Regions from separate parts of the Zea mays genome. Here region 2 is linked to region 1. The links are chromatin contacts, called in public Hi-C maps. All regions are on one chromosome and are shown on one strand. Each heading gives the region's core, a stretch centred on a gene start, on an enhancer-like site or on the middle of the called end of the contact. The rest is flanking DNA. Distances are from core to core; before and after follow the strand shown. Region 1 holds the start of LOC103629107. Region 2 holds the start of LOC100275340 (Sterile alpha motif (SAM) domain-containing protein).

The links. A called contact is a pair of places that touch in the nucleus more often than the background predicts.
Region 2: a Hi-C map of ear shows a contact between it and region 1, with 1.7 times the contacts expected there. The contact joins the promoter of LOC100275340 here to the promoter of LOC103629107 in region 1. A contact is called at or near these places in 2 of 25 Hi-C or Micro-C datasets (ear and tassel).

Annotation. Positions count from the first base shown.
Region 1 is chr6:27,978,861-27,981,852 of Zm-B73-REFERENCE-NAM-5.0, reverse strand. It overlaps LOC103629107, which reads right to left and starts at 1,725. Exons shown (of 4, transcript NM_001301482.2): 1 at 1,687-1,725; 2 at 1,308-1,551; 3 at 936-1,219; 4 at 1-296. The coding sequence starts at 1,491.
Region 2 is chr6:28,140,384-28,143,283 of Zm-B73-REFERENCE-NAM-5.0, reverse strand. It overlaps LOC100275340 (Sterile alpha motif (SAM) domain-containing protein), which reads right to left and starts at 1,297. Exons shown (of 4, transcript NM_001149437.1): 1 at 1,212-1,297; 2 at 865-1,080. The coding sequence starts at 954.

The sequences.
Region 1 (2,992 bases), core at 476-2,975:
GGCACGAGCTCACGGCCGGTGACCAGGTTGCCATGGTTGGCAGCGCCGCCGCAGTAGGAGCTGGTGTCGCCGTCGGCGGCGCCGGCATTGGCCACGGCGGCGGCCGCCGACGCGAACAGCGGGCCAGGCGTGGATGACGACGACGCGCCGCCGATGGAGGCCGAGGTAGAGTCCGAGAAGCAGGAATCGCCCGCGGCGGTGCCGGTAGTGCTGCTAAGGGCGCCGAGGCGGTGCTTGCGGGCTGCAGGTGGGACCTCGCCGGGCTTCTGGAACACCCTCGCGATCACCCACTCGTCCTGAAAAAATAAAGAAACAATCTACAGTTCAGGTGTCTGTCTTCCTTCTACTGCAGACAATTAATAAAAAAATACTCCTTATTGATGAATCTAGTGGCACATGAATGTACTTTGCTGAATAGATTTTATACATGATAAAAGGGGGAGAAAATCATTTTTGATGAATCTAGTGGCACATGCTTGACAGAAAAGATAGGAATTAATACAATATACTACTAGTAGATTTTAATATTCATGAGATATCGATGAACTTGAGAAAGTGCTAGCATATGGAGCATTTATTACACTTCGCTGATACGATCGCATTCGTGGCCACTGGCCAAGAAAAGATTCGAATCCCTGTGCCCTATCTTTCTTCTCCTGCGCTGCGCTGGGCCTGGGCAATGGGCATGCCATATCCACGCACGTTAGCAGCTAGCAGCAGCAGAGCTGCAGTAGTACGTATGCTACACGCATGCACTCAACTGATGCCCCTGTGCACACTATACAGCAGCCGCTAGCTCCTGTCCTACTCTACTCGTAGGCGTAGCCATGCGATGCTTGAGTGAGACTCCCTTCTGCCCTCTCGTCATCATTACAATGTGTCTCTAGTGCTGTACTGTGTGTATTTGGAGTATTGTAGAGAGAAAGGGTACGTACCCTTGTGGAGCTGGGGAGGAAATGGTAGGCGTAGGCGCCCTCGAGGCGGTACTCGTGCATGACCCAGTGCGTCTTCTGTCCCTTGGGGGCGCGGCCGCGGTAGAAGACGAGCGTCTTCTTCATGCCCACCAGCGCGCCGGTGCGGCCGCTGCGGATCTCGCGGTCCTTGCCGGTGGCCTTCCAGTAGCCGGCCACCGTGGCGCGGTTGGTGCGCAGGCCCGTCGGGTACTTGCGGTCGCGGAGGCTGTAGAAGTACCACTCCTTCTCCCCCATCTTCGCCTTGTCTGATCAGATCAGATCACATCACATCACGACAAGCTTAATGTCTATTCAATCGGTGGGTGGTCGATGCAAGCAAAGCAGCTCACTCACCCGGGAGCTCCCATGGCTCGCACTTGTTCAGGTCGATCTCCGCGATGGCGCGGCCGCAGAAGCTGCCGTCCACGGCCTTGCGGAGGAGGTAGTAGGTGATGAGCTCCTCGTCCGTCGGGTGGAACCGGAACCCCGGCGGCAGCTCGCCACCGCCACCGCCGCCGTCCAGGCCGAACCGCTCCATCGTCGTGTTGGCTGCCCCCTCCCGGCCGCCGAACCTGCTACTCTTCACCACAGCAGCTAGCTAGCACCAACAAACAAACAAAACAAAACAACACAACACGATCGAGGACAGGAGCATCCATTATTAATTAATGCAACAGCAAGAGCCAGCAGCCAAAGAAAAGGAATGGAAGCATCAGCAATTGTTTGTACGTACCTGTGGCTGTGGAGTCAAGTGAAGGCCCTTTTTTTGTTTGGGGGATGGAGCTCCGGGCTTCGTTTTATAGCCGGCATTGTGGCATGCGCTCGCCAGGGTCCAGGGACAGACAGACAGACAGGGAGGCGTAGTGCAGTGGCTAGTAGGTAGCAAGAGAGGGTGGGTGGCGAGCCGAGTAAATGGCGGATTCGACCAATCGGGGAGGCAAATCTCAGAGGCAGCCGGCGGACGTGACGTGGCGGAGTGGTGGAGCTTTGCTTCTGTCTGGGGTTTTGTGGAAGGATGGACGGTGGACGCACATCGGATCGGACGGATCAAGGTGCTGGAATTCTTTTATTGTTCATTCATCTCGGATGCGAGTCGGAATAACAAGAATCCAGTACGTTTTTTAGTCTTCAAACATTAAAAGCTAAAATTTGCTCTATGGTGACGGTAACATTTATTTATAATATATTAATATAGCAGCATCTCCATCAAAATAATGCTCCAAAGTTTAAAATACTATATAATTTAAAGTGTTTAGTACATTATAGATAACTTGAGCTTCAACAGTTAAACCTTAAATCATATACTCTAGAAAATAAATTAAACTGTTGGTCAGAAAAAGGTTAAGAATAATGTACAAAACATGGATATGGCAATAATATGATATTTAGTATATTTGGGTACTTTATGGTGTGTCATATATTCTTTTGATAAAAATTTATAAAATAAGGCGAGTTTTTTTTTATGAGTTGAGTTTTCTATTTCAAGATAGGGCACTGATTTAAGTTAATATTGGAGATGCTTAAGGGTTCTCGTAGTAAGCTAAGCAGAATCATGCCACAAGTAACTAACCATGATAACTAAGGAGTAGGGTGAAGCCTGGCCCACTACTCTTCCTGGTCCTTTCCTACTGAGGCAGCATCTCACTCGACCGTCCAACCCAATGCAGGATGGTGGCCAAATCACTCCAGCAACCATGTCATTCAATGAAGTACCTCTAAAATTATGCCACAACCAAGACTGAGTATACTAATACTTAGCTAGATTTACCCGGTGTGAGGAGTCTACTCCTCTACCTCTAGACCATGAAGCTATTTGGGTGAGGGGTTTGGTTTGCCAAAGCACTAGCTGAGTCTGAGTCAAATTTTAGCTTTCAAGTTCTAGAATATTCTTTAGACTAGGTTAGTATTCTTCTAAGCATACATGGTAATAAACATTTATTGCAAGCAACACTTTATATCATGAAACCTAATTTCACTTCTTACTCGATGCAGTAGCATGGATCAAGAAGTCTCATTAGCTGGGAGAAGCAGACGATTCG
Region 2 (2,900 bases), core at 48-2,547, 160 kb before region 1:
GGATCTTCTCTAAATATAGGGTAGAGGACCCTTTAGGGTGTCATGTTGGAGACAGTCTAAATGGCTATTTAATTCACTGTTTAGTCACAGAAGGATTACAACTACCACATTGGTACTCAACTAACCAATGCTGTAAATATATAAGGTGGAGTGGGATTTAGTTTTTTTAAGTGGTACTATACAAAACCGTTTAGACCATTTAACTCCATTCAAACACAAACTAATTGGCATAAACGGTAAACTACGGTTCACCGACAATTTACTGTTTAGCATTTAGGGTAACTCAGAGTATGATGGCCTCTCTAATGTGCAAGTTCCAAAGCCATCGAATGAAAGAATCCAGGGACCACAAAAGATGAAAAAATGATCTAATGAATAACATGTAGAAAAAGACACAGAACAACTGAATCCTCAATATCCAGTGGTCACTAGAACTGATAGTAGTACATTAAAACGGAAGGAGCACCAGCATATAAAATATCAAGTTCCAAAGACCCTTTTTAAGAAATCACATTACTGATTTCCCAAATTTCTAACAGCAGCTTAAAAGGTAGGCGTAAACCAACAATATCACCAAATCCACTTCAAAATGGTTGACACTCGATTGGGTGAAACATTTAGAACTATGTTACAATACAGTAGGTTCCTTCCCCATGGGGCCTGACAACAAGCCAATGATGGACGGAAGGAGAACACTGCCTCACGGATTTCCCAATCTCCTAGCTAATCTCCCAAACTAAAGCCTACTTAGCAGCAATGCACAAGATAAAGAGCACTACTTCCCGCAACAATAACATTTTTTCCAGAAGCAAAGCAGAAGGGGGGGGGGGGGGGGGGGGGGGGGGGGGGCACACATGAGAGAACCTCGACAGTCCATATGAAGAAATCGAGCGGTTCCGGCGATCGCGCCCGGCCCATCTCCCTCCTCCCAGGAGTGGACTTCGCTTGGGTCATGAGGGTTCAGCGAAACCAAACCCAAAATTTGTAGAGCGCAAACCGCACCCGCGACCCAATAAGGCGCCACGAAGTGCTACAATCAGTGTCAACCAGTGTCGATCTCACAAGCTGGAGAAGGAGACCCTAATCGAGTAGTGAACGGACAGATCGGGTTAGTACCACACATACCCAGAGATAACACCGAATGGACAGGGAGAAGAATTTGGGTTTGATTGGACGGAATCCATCCAAGAAAGTGAGCGATGGTTGCTTACCGACCCAAGCTGGGACCAGTCCTCGCCCTAACGGATCTCTGCCACCATTGGACTCAGAGGTGGGCGCGTCGGGTGGGGGGATCCGGCGACGAGAGCGGGAGGAATCGACACGCTAGCCGTGCTGTGGTCGGCGGCGACGCGTCGAGAGCTAAAAGCCTGGTGCGGCGGTGGTGCCCGTGGGCTGGACGCGCGTGGGACCAGCGGCTGGGGAAGGGCAGGGGCCGGTGGCACTGGCAGCGCAATTGCGCAAACGCGAGCCTCTCCGAGGCGCGTGTCCGAGAAGCAGCTGCGTTGGTGGCTTTTTTTTTTCGCGCGCGTGTTGTCCACTCTATATCAATTCCATGCCAGGACAATAGGGCATGTATGTTGCGACGGCTTACAATAATACTCACGTAAATTATCCATAAAAAAATTTAAGATTTTTTATTGATTATCTTCGCTCTTTGTATAATATTTTTTTGATTTGACTAATTGATGTTATTGTTTACTCCATGCAATATATCTTGGTACAATACGACTAATGAAGTGAGCGATTAGAAAGAGTTCACAATGACTGATGAATGAACAGAGATTATAAAATAACATAATTCCATCATACAGGGACCAAATAAGACAAAATTTGTAAGCTCAAGTTTTTAAAATAAGTCTCATGAAGTCAAACTTACAAAAAAGATAGATCAAAATATGGAGTGATTGCTAAAGTCAGGCATCAATAAAAACCGGATACGCTCCATATAAATTATGCTACTTCGTAGCAATTACTAACGTTTAAAACCAATAAATAACCTTTTATTTTGTTGTTAGTGTGACAAATCATTGTTGCTCCCTCCAATTCAGCAACCTCAAACACCATGTAGTCCATTGCGCCAATATGGTCTCAGAAACGACCTAATGTTTGCAAGAGCCAAGAACGTCGTGTCGTGCTTGGACTGTAGCCTCAGCCCGTAGTGCTGGCCCGACCCTACACGATTGTTTTTTATTTTACAAAAAAAAGTATATATCTATATACAATTTATATTCAATATTAAAAATATCTTAGCATGATGTTCTACTGGTTAGACAGCTTCACCCAGTGTCTCCCGTCCTTCTTCCATCAGGACATGGGTTCGAACCCCACCTCCTGCACCATTTTTTAACATTTTACGTTGATTTAATTAAATGGATCGACGGGCTAATGGGTTGGCTCGACACAGTTAGCAGGCCGGCATGACGTGTCTGGGCCATAGTTCTGGCCCACGTGCGTCTAGCCCGTGTCGGACGCCGTTTGGCCATCTATATATATAGACGTGCAGCGGATTAATTTGAAATAGTTGTGAGGGGTTATTTATAAAAGATGACGCATGAAGACCGTTGAAACTAGTGCTTTAAGTATAGTATAGATTTTGAGTTGTGTTTTCGACTGTATCTACACGTTTAAATATAAAAAATTCAAAATGTGTATATTGACGAAGACACTATGTCTTAATTCTATGCTCGAGAAGAACAAATGAACATAATGACAAAAGTTCATGCAACGTAAAGATCAAGCTAAAGTACAGCACAGTACCTGGAGGTTGGAAAAGAACGGAGGGATCCCCAAATCAGGAGAAATCAGCTGATAACCAGGTGCAAGACCACCACCCGAAGCAGCTTGCAACGGACCAGTAGGAATCAGCTCAGTGCCTTCAACAGAGCCAAACGCCAGATCAG